2 separate regions of the Sus scrofa genome follow, and region 2 is linked to region 1. A link is a contact called in public HiChIP or PLAC-seq data. All regions are on one chromosome and are shown on one strand. Each heading gives the region's core, a stretch centred on a gene start, on an enhancer-like site or on the middle of the called end of the contact. The rest is flanking DNA. Distances are from core to core; before and after follow the strand shown.

Evidence for each region. HiChIP or PLAC-seq counts read pairs in DNA pulled down with a chosen protein or histone mark.
Region 2: a contact with region 1 is called in an H3K27ac HiChIP or PLAC-seq map of alveolar macrophages. The contact joins two enhancer-like sites. A contact is called at or near these places in 1 of 47 Hi-C or Micro-C datasets (heart right ventricle) and 1 of 2 datasets of contacts at active chromatin or transcription factors (alveolar macrophages).

The regions. Positions count from the first base shown.
Region 1 is chr1:84,217,605-84,222,789 of Sscrofa11.1, forward strand. No RefSeq gene overlaps it. Among named protein-coding and RNA genes, the nearest start is that of RPL18, 160 kb to the right of the region's middle. Within about 2 kb of position 3,102, at least 7 of the 83 cell types and tissues checked have an H3K27ac peak or open chromatin away from gene starts, as enhancers often do. A contact at or near this core is called in alveolar macrophages, where this site is marked.
Region 2 is chr1:84,475,462-84,480,868 of Sscrofa11.1, forward strand. No RefSeq gene overlaps it. Among named protein-coding and RNA genes, the nearest start is that of FAM46A, 67 kb to the right of the region's middle. Within about 2 kb of position 2,495, at least 6 of the 83 cell types and tissues checked have an H3K27ac peak or open chromatin away from gene starts, as enhancers often do. A contact at or near this core is called in alveolar macrophages, where this site is marked.

The sequences.
Region 1 (5,185 bases), core at 1,852-4,351:
TTTTTTTATTTTTATTTTTATTTTTTATCTTTTTAGGGCCACACCCATGGCATATGGCGGTTCCCAGGTTAGGAGTCAAATAGGAGCTGTAGCTGCTGGCCTACACCACAGCCACAGCAACACCAGATCCAGTCGAGTCTGCGACCTACACCAGAGCTCACAGCAACGCCAGATCCTTAACCCACTGAGCAAGGCCAGGAATCGAACCTGTGTCCTCATGGATGCTAGTCAGATTCATTTCCGCTGAACCATGACAGGAACTCCATACATTTTTTTTTTCAACTTTTCCTTTTGTGTGTCTGCTTGAAAGTTTTGCCGAGTTGATTTAAGGACAACTGTGAGGACATTCTGGTCTGCCTCTCAATTTGGCCAGTTAGAACCCCTAGGGTGATGGGAAAAGGAGACCTTGAGTGAGATTCAGCAGCTTGGGAAAGTAGGAGTATATATGTTATGGATGGTTAGAAATAGTCTATTTTGCTATGTAACAAACTTGATTACTTATTTATGCCACACCTCAATTTACAATTGATTTTACATCACACAGTTGATATCACACATCAGCAAAATTAAATGAAAAAATAAAAATAGAAATAGAAAGCCCAGGACCAAGAGAAAGGCAAATACAAATATGTTGCCCTTACAGGATAACAGAATTGCTAGGATAGGGCTTTGAGTTTGACCCTTGGTCAAAATGTGACTATAACCAATTAATGGTTCTCTTAGAAGGAAGCAAAACAGTTCTTCTGTAGAAGCAATAATTTGTTTTGCCCTGAGATTAAAAGAGACCCACTCAAGGGCTCTATAGAGTGAATGCTGAGGCTACTGTAATAATCCATGAACTCAACAAGTTCTAGAGTAAACAATGAATTTTTTTTTGATAGGCAAAAATAGATTTATTAAGATAGGATGCTTGCGAGAGATGCAAGCAGGCAGGCAAGGAGGTTCTGCCCCCCAACCAAAATTTTATTTTTTACGGTTGTTTCTCAAAGCAGGCTTTGATGAAAGCTAGCACATTAATGTTAGCACTTGGTGAAGTCATTCTGAAAGGAGCTAGACCTCACCAAGTGCTTAATTATATCATATTTTGGAGGTCCTTCTTGATTGAAAAATAGTATTCATAGCTGCTGCTTCTTTTTTTTTTAAATTTTGTCTTTTTAGGGCCACAGCAGTGGCACATGGAGGTGCCACGGGTTGAATCGGAGCTGCAGCTGCCGGCCTACACCTACAGCCACAGCAACATGGGCTCTGAGCCACGTCTGCCACCTATACCATAGCTCATGGCAATGCTGGATCCTTAACCCACTGAGCAAGGCCAGGAATCAAACTTGCATTCTCATGGATCCTAGTCAGATACATTTCTGCTGAGCCACAACGGGATCTCCCATAGCTTCTTAAATTATTTAAAATTTAAAAAAACATTTGGAAAATAATACATGTATGCACATGCACGGGTAAATCAAGTGATCCTGAAATACATAGAGAATTTCCCCTTTCATCCTTTCTCCAGTCAGTCCTATTACCCAGAAGTAATCCCATTACTTGGCTGTTGTAATGTTAAATTACACTTTACTTTCTTAATTGCCTTTAGACACAATTAGCCCAGTGAGAAGTGATGGGAAATTAAAAGAACTCTAGCCCACTTAACCTTTCCTTCTGTTTCCCAAATGTGTTGTATTATTATCCATAGTTTTTTCTGATACTTGTCATTAGGACTGCATATTGATATAAAAATTCTACACAGCACCTATTAACTGCACACAGATGAGGGTTTTAGCACACTTCCACCTCATTTCCTTGCCCCAGAGCCTATTTATTATATTGTTTTTTCATTTTCAAGGTTTATAATATTTCCATTATATTCTTTAATTATATTTTCTTAAATTTTTTTTTTTTCTTTTTGTGGCTGCACCTGCATGTGGAAGTTCCCAGGCTAGGTGTTGAATCAGAGCTGCAGCTAATGCCCTACACCACAGCCATAGCAATGCTGTATCTCAGCCACATCTGTGGCCTATGCTGCAGCTTGTGGCAACACCAAATCCTTAACCCACTGAATGATCAGGGATCAAACTCGCATCCTCATGAACACTGGTTGGGTTTCTAACCTGCTGAACCATAATGGGAACTCCTGTCTTCAGTTTTTTTATATATAGTTTCTATGTTGAAACAAATTAATATCATTTTATATATACATATATTAAGTTTATATATATATATATGTTATTCTCTCTGTATATCACTATATCACCATGTATGTAATGTGTCACCTTGGAAGCAAGTAGTGTAATTAAACCTACAAAAAAGGAAATATAAGGTTTTTTGTTTGTTTTTGTCTTTTTAGGGCTGCACCCGTGTCACATGGACGTTCCCAGGCTAGGGGTCGAATCGGAGCTATAGCTGCTGGCCTATGCCACAGCCACAGCCACGCCAGATCCGAGCTGTGTCTGTGACCTACACCACAGCTTGATGCAATGCCGGATCCTTAACTCACTGAGCAAGGCCAGGGATCAAACTTGCATCCTCATGGATGCTAGTCAGATTCATTTCCGCTGAGTCATGAAAGGAATTCTGGAAATGTAAGTTTTAACACAAACAAACAAACACCCTCCCGATTGAGTTCATTAAAGGAGATTATTTTAAGCATCAGGATTGAAATGATGTTTCTTTCTAGCTTTGGTCTTTCCTTAGTCATACATACATGTGACTTTTTCCTCTTTTCATCACTGCCATCCTCATTCTCAAATAGATGGAAATGATCCCTGAAAGTACAGTCTTAATTCTCAGGTAGATGGTCCTGAGAAAACCACAGTCTGAAGACTTCCATAAGTTCCCATCACTGCATCTCCTCACTCCCTGCCTCTTTACCCTCTTAAGTAGGCTTTGCTCCTTTTGTCTCTGCTGAATTCTCTATACTCCCAGCCAAGCCCAGCTTCTCTCATTCTGCCTCCAATCCCATCCCCTTTTGCATATTCGAGGACACTGCTCCAGCAATTTCCTTTTTCATTCCTGCTTCAAGTTAATTTCCCCCTCCCTACTGGATCTTTCTGTTAACCTTCAAAGAGGAAGTTATATTTCATAACTTAAAAAAAATTCTTTCTTGACCTCAGTTCCCCCTTCAGCCACCCTCTATGTCATCCTTTTTTTTTTCCCCAGAGGCATGTGGAATTTCCTGGGTCAAGGATTGAACTTGCTCCACAGCAGCAACCAGAGCTGCTGCAGTGACAAGCGACAATGCTGGACCCCTAACCTGCTATGCCACAAGAAAATTCTAAAGGTTTACTGATACTTACTGTCCCCCATATCTTCTCAAGCTTCCAGAGAACCACTTTATCTAGATCACTAAGAACATTCATGTTGCCAAATCCTGCGGTCATCTTACTTGTCCGGTCAGCAGTTTTGATCACTCTCTCTTCCCTGAAATATGTTCTTCCTTTGGCTTCTGGGACATGGTGTTCCCTTGATTTTCTGCCTACTTCTATGGTTGCTACTTCTCAGTTTTTTTGTTTGCTCCTTTCGTCTCATCTCTCTGACCTCTCAATGCTGGCACATCCTAGAAACCAAATCTTAGATTTCTTCCCTTTTTTCACCTCTACTCACTTTGGAAACTTCATGTTTTTAAAAAGCATTTCTACCTTGATGGTTCATATGTATGCATATATGTATGTATGCATCTGTTTATACATATATATGTATTATATATGTGTGTATATATATCTAAATAAATCTCTCTCTAGCATTCCATTTCTCTCTCTCTCTCTCTCTCTCTCTCATATCTCTTCCTGAAGCCAGCTTTGTCTATCCAACATCCTTCTCTAGAACTCCACACGGACATCTAATTTCAAATACAACATGTCCAAAGCCGAAATCTTGGCTTTCCCCTCCATGTCTGCTTTCAGCCTTCTTCATCTTAGGCAATGGCAGTTCTATCTTCCAGCTTCTCAGGTCAAAAACCTTGGAGTCACACTTCATTCCTATTAGATTTATCTCCACAGTGTACTTGGAGTAAGAACACTTTCCACCCCTCCTCTGCTTCCATCCTGGTCTGGTCTTCTCTCTTTCATCTCTTGCCCTAATTACTGTCATAGCTTTTTCACCCAGTTTCCTTGAATCTTCCCTTCACCCCCTTCATCAGCTCAAGTGATAGATTATGTCACCCGTCTGCATGAAACTCTTCAATAACTTCCTATTTCACTCTGAGTAAAAACTGATGTTCGCCAGTGTCCTACAGGTCCCATGTAATGTCTCCTGTCACCTCTCCTCCTTTTTTACCCTACTCCAGCTGCATTGGCATCTTTGGAGTTCCTAGAACATGCAAGATTACACTTGCCCCAGGGCCTTTGCACATGATGAACCTTCTTATTCCTAAAATGCTTGCCCCAGACATCTGAATGGCCACCCCTTACCTCCTCTGGGTCTTGACTCAGATGTTGCTTTTGTAGTGAAGCCGCCCTGATAACACTACTTAAAGTTTCCTGCAACATTCCCAGTCCTGGCTGGATCACTATCTAACAGTATAAATATTTTACTTATTTACCTTGTGCCTCATCTGTTTCAACAGGATAAAGGAGCTATTTAGATTTAGTAGAATGTGAATTCCATGTTCAAAAAACATTTTTGCTTTTTCCAATTATTGCTGCAAAAAATTCTTATTTTTCTAGCCAATTTGTATTCCTAACTAGAAACTTTGGGATTTTCTTTATATCTTTGGTTAGTTGACTTTTTTTTTTAGAGTATGTATCCAGGTTTTTGTCTTAAAATCCCACTGTCCTTTATTTGGCTCTTGGTGGGTCCTTCATATTTGATGACATTTTTGTCTCTAGCTCAGAGAAATTTTCTTCTACCATTTCTCTTCTTTTTTCTCCTTCTTCTACATAGTTCCTGCAATCTCTTTATCAAACACCTTTTGGACATATGCTATTTCTTTAAGTTCTCTTTCACTTTTTCCATTACTTTTAATTTCCTATTTTGGGAGATTGCCTTGGTTTATTTTTCAGCTCACTAACTTCAGCTGTATGTCCTTTACTATGCACTTCTTTCACTGCATTTTTGCAAATATATTTTAAATTACATAAATCTCTTTATTGTTCCCTGATTGCTCTCTTTTTCACAGAAGTTTGATATGATAAAAATAGCATTTTCTCTGAAGATGCTAATTCAGATTTTCAAAAATATCTCTTCTGTTCTATTT
Region 2 (5,407 bases), core at 1,245-3,744, 260 kb after region 1:
TTCTGGTTTTCTTCTCTTGATCAACATCAGTTTCTGATATAAGTTCTCAGCAAACATAAAAATGTTTTCTAGCCAACATTAACAGGTGTTAAATCAACTAGAAGCAAGAACTGAAAAAAGAAAAAAAAAAGAAATCTTAACTCTTCCTTCAATCTCTTGCTTTGGGTATATCTCTGCATGTGTTCAATATAAGGGTTACTAAACCAACTGGAACTTAAAGGTTATATTGAGGTGGAACTTCTAGAAACAAAGCTCACATTTCATTCATGGTAACCAGAGTCCACCAAATCTCCTGGATTCAAGATCTTTTCCAGTGTTCTCCAAGGCAAGTCCACATAAGGGACCCACGCAAGCCACGGCCATATGTTATCGTGTACAGGAAAGCTGATGCTTATAACCTGGGCCGAATTTTAATCTAACCCATTCTATTTTCAAAAGTGTCCTGATTTAGACTATAAATGACTTGATTGGTCTCGCTATAAAGGACAGAGCAAATGTTTTGTTTGTACAGGGAGAAGTTTCTCCAAAATAAGATGGTTCACTTTTTCTTTCCTTCTTGATGCTGTGTAACTGACCTGGGTGAGTGGCAGCAGCATGTGCGTCTGTGGGCTGGGGCTCAGAATAGTCTTGGGAAAGGTGTGGAAGTGGGCTGGGAGGGAAAGCTTGGAGGTTTCTCAGACCCTCTTTATGGATGACAGGAACAGAAGAAGAAGGAAGTGAACTTTACTATGAATACTGGTGGATTAGGGGGAAATATCAATTAAAAAATAGGACAGTTACTCTTCCTGAGACCCAAATCTTAACATCTCATTAGCAAACTGAGTTAGAGACAGCCTGGGAAAATTCCAACATATTAATGATAAAAGACAGGGGCCACAGGCTTGGGTGAGGGCAAGAAATCAGGGGACTGGAAAGCCACGCTGGGCTTGACCCTAAGCATGCCATGCTGGCAGCGTGGTTTGGGGTGGGAAGCTCCAGCATGGGTGACTTTTATCCTCAAGCCTCCTTTGGAGCCGATGACTGTGCCATGTTGAACAAGTTGACTAACCTCTAGGTGCCTTGCTTTTCCAAACTGGGAAGTAAAAAGCATCAAAAGTAACTACATCACTGATAAAGAAACTATTTTACAAGTAGAAACCTTACATCAGATTTCTTCTTTCTAGTCTAAAGCATCTGCTAGGAGAGAGCAAATCTGTGTCCCTCATATATTTGTGAAGCCTTTTCTTAGACTACGTTATCCTTGGCTAGACTGAAACTTATCACTGCTTGTCAAAAAGAAACCCACAAGTTGCACTGTATGTATTTTTACCCTAAAAGCTACAATTTTGATGTAGACATATGTACATTCATTCAAAATGAATGAAATTGGTGTTTATTTTTGTGGTTTCATAAATTCATCCATGTAAGATTAAAAAAAAAATCTGATTGGACTCTTGAAAGTAGAAGTCCATATTCATTTTCAGTTTTGTCAACACACACCTAATGTTTGAGGAACTAACTGCTTTCGAATTCCAGAAGTCTGCAAAATAAGAAAATTTTATCTTTGCAAGATAAGCATGGTAAGTTTCTGGAATCAGCATCATATGGGATATCAGTGCTCATAGTCCAAAGTGGAGAATTCCTTGAAATGTAACATACAGATGTTCTTTTTGATCTCATTTTCTAAGGTACTAGATACACTCACTCCTCCTACCCCCCAAAGAGTGGTGTTTTTTTGTTTGTTTGTTTGTTTGTTTTGTCTTATGGGCAAAAGCTTTGCCACTAAAGGTGAGTTTCTAAGTCAGCAGCTCGGGCACCAACCTTGTTCGCTTATAGTGTGTTAGAAATGAAGAACCTCAGGCCCCACCCCAGAGCTACTGGATCAGAATCTGCATTTTAACAAGCTCTCTGGGTGATTTTCATGCACTCAAGTTTGAGAAGCACTGGATTAGAGAACACTTGGCTATAATAACGGCGATCATAAAATAAGTTAGTCAAAGAGAGGAGTGGAATTAAAATGCCTTGGGATTGCTCGCCTTTGAAAGAAATGATATTAATCCTTTTTACCCTGTGTGCACTTTGATGTCCACCTCTGTCTTCTCTGACCACTTGTTTACAGTATCTTTCTCTTTCATATTATGCATGGTGGTTGCATGTAATTGTGCTTTAACTTCATAATTGCTATTACTTAGCAAAATTTCTAACTTCCTCTAAAATTACTTCACTCCCAACCCTACAATATGCTCTATTTACACAGCCTATATCTGTTTCCTTTTCTCTGAGACTCTCACCATGAAAAGCAGACATAATATGAAATAGAAGACTGGTTTGGCTTGGGAATGTACTGATTCTGGGAGTGCAGCCAAGAACTAGTGCCAATCAGAACTGGATGAATGATAATAGGGGTAAAGCAAGACTTGGGATCTTCATTAGAAGAAGGAGGAGCCTATTTTAGTCATGGGTAATGCCCAATTCTGCTTTGGCATGAACCACGACTGGTGAGAACTTCATTTCTCTTTTTTTGGCTATACTTGCAGCATGTGGAAGTTCCCAGGCCAAAGACTGAACCCATGCCACAGTAGTGAACTGAGCCACAGCAGTGACCACGCCAGATATTTAACCTGCTGACCCACCAGGGGACTCCAAGAATGTTTATTTTTGAGGCTGAAATATGATATACTCAGAAGACCATCAATGGGAGGAGATGCTTAGGAATTATTTTTTCTTTTCCACTATGTGTCTGTTAATAACTTTAAAGTTTTTCCCAATTAAGATTAAAACAAAGAAAATGATCTCATTTTGGTTAAGGAAGATAAAGCAGATGAAATTGTATAGTAAGAGGGGAGAAAGAACAAAAGCTTTAGAGTCAGACATTCTAGAGTTCAAATGCCACACCTGCCATTGATGAACTATAAACATGACCAAACTGCTTGACCTGTCTGAGCCTCAGGTTTCTCATCTGTAAGATGAGGATAGTACTGTTTATTCTAAAGAATTATTTTGGAGAAACAAATAAGATGATGTATTTATGGTCTCTATGATAGGCCCTGGCATGGAATCACTCAATGAATATTAAAATATTACCTTTCTCCTATCTTCCTTAATTCTATTCTGAATCAGTGGGCAGGATTATTTTATATGATCGACTAAATAACTTGAGAGATAGTCACTACTGTGATTGAAAAGTAGGTGAGTGTGATCTGCACAGAGCAGCATCATAAAGAGATGCACAAGGGAGTTCCCGTTGTGGCACAGCAGAAGAGAATCCAACTAGGAACCATGAGATTGCTGGTTCGATCCCTGGCCTTGCTTAGTGGGTTAAAGATCTGGCGTTGCCATGAGCTATGGTGTAGGTCACAAACAGGCTCAGATCTGGCATTGCTGTTGCTGGAACTGTGGACAGCAGCTGTAGCTCTGATTAGACCCGTAACCTGGGAACCTCCATATGCTGCAGGTGCGGCCCTAAAAAGCAAAAAAAAAAAAAACAACAACAACAACAACAACAACAAAAAAACAAAAAACAAACAAAAAAAACAGCACGAGTATTATTTGTATAGGTTACTGATAGATGATTTATAATTGACTATCTGTAACCCTTATACAAAAGTTGTACTCATTACTAGTATCCATGAGGATGCAGGTTCGATCCCTGGCCTTGCTCAGTGGGTGGGGGATCCAGAATTGCTGTGAGTTGTGTCAGTCACAGATGCAGCTCGGATTCTGATTTTCTCTGGCTGTGGCATAGGCTGGCAGCTGTAGCTCCGAATCGACCCCTAGACTGGGAACTTCGATATGCCATGGGTACAACCCTAAAAAGCCAAAAAAAAAAAAAAAGTTATAGTCATTAAATTGAAACCTCTTTCATCTTTGGCACTAGATACAACACATTGTTAAGCTAAGTGTAATTTGTATTATTGATGTTTTCTCTATTACTTTCTTTTTTTTTTTTTTTTTTTTTTTTTTTTGGTTTTTTATCACCACTCCCACTTGCATATGGAGGTTCCCAGGCTAGGGGTCAAAACAGAGCGCTAGCCACTGGCCTATACCACAGCCACAACAACACAGGATCCGAGCCACATCTGTGACCTACACCACAGCTCAATGCAACGCTGGATCCTTAACTCACTGAGCAAGGCCAGGGATCCAACCCACATCCTCATGGATACCAGTCAGGTTCATTTACCACTGAGCCACGAGGGTAACTCCCTCCATTACTTTCTTTAGCCTAAAGAATCAATAAACAATAAACCAGGACCTGATCCGCAGTGTTAGCTACTTTCTGTGGTGAGATATTGCTATCATGACCATTTTCACACTATCAACAGCCGCATCACCAAAACAGAACTAGAAAGAAAGAGCACCCTGCCCATGGTACTGCTACCATGTTGCTACAGTAGAGTTACATAACTGCAAGGGCACAGGTAATATTAAAGTAGAACAAAATCAGTGGGATGTGATGAGTTCTGAGTATTTGTGACCTCTATTTCTGATAGAATTTATTGAATTCTAACTTTGTAAAATTTCATTTTTAATGACAGGCATGTTTAATAACTGGCTAAATTCCTCAAAGTATTAACAATTTTTTTTGTCTTTTTTTTTTTTTTCCCCTAGGGCCGCACCTATGGCATATGGAGATTCCCAGGCTAGGGGTCTAATTGGGGCTGTAGCTGCTGGCCTATGCCAGAGCCACAGCAACTCAGGATCTGAGCCGCGTCTTCGACCTACAGCATAGCTCACAGCAATGCCGGATCCTTAAACCACTGAGAAAGGCCAGAGACTGAATCCGCAACCTCATGGTTTCTAGTTGGATTCATTAACCACTGAGCCATGACAGGAACTCCAGTATTAACAATTAAAAAGAGATGACTCCAGCACACCCCTGCTGAAGGGTGCTAGAAATCCCTGATGGTTGCAGTTACAGTAATAATAGCCCCCATGCACCTAATGCTTACCAGATCCCAGGTATTCTTCTATGCCCTTTATATTCAGTCTCATTTATTCCTCACAACAGCTCTATGAGGTAAGTATTGTTATTATTTGTATCTAATTTACAGACAAAGAAATGGAACCAATAGAAGTTACCTAACTTGTGTTAAGTTCATAAAATTACAACTACCTTTCCTCAAGATAGAAACATTTTACCACAAATTTATTATGCCCACAAGGATGAAATCAGTATCTGGGTAAGTTTCCACAACTGCAAGAGCCAGTTCCTTAAAAGAGATCAATCTATCTATCTATCTATCTATCTATCTATCTATCTAGCCAGCCAGCCAGCCACACATTCTATTGATTCTGTTTCCCTGAAGAACCCTAAGACAATATGGAATATAGGAGTGGGAGCCAGTATAGAAAGCTTTGGCCAGAGAAGTAAAATTATGAGGTAAGAATTAAAAAATAAAGAAGCTTGGAATTCCTGCTGTAGTGC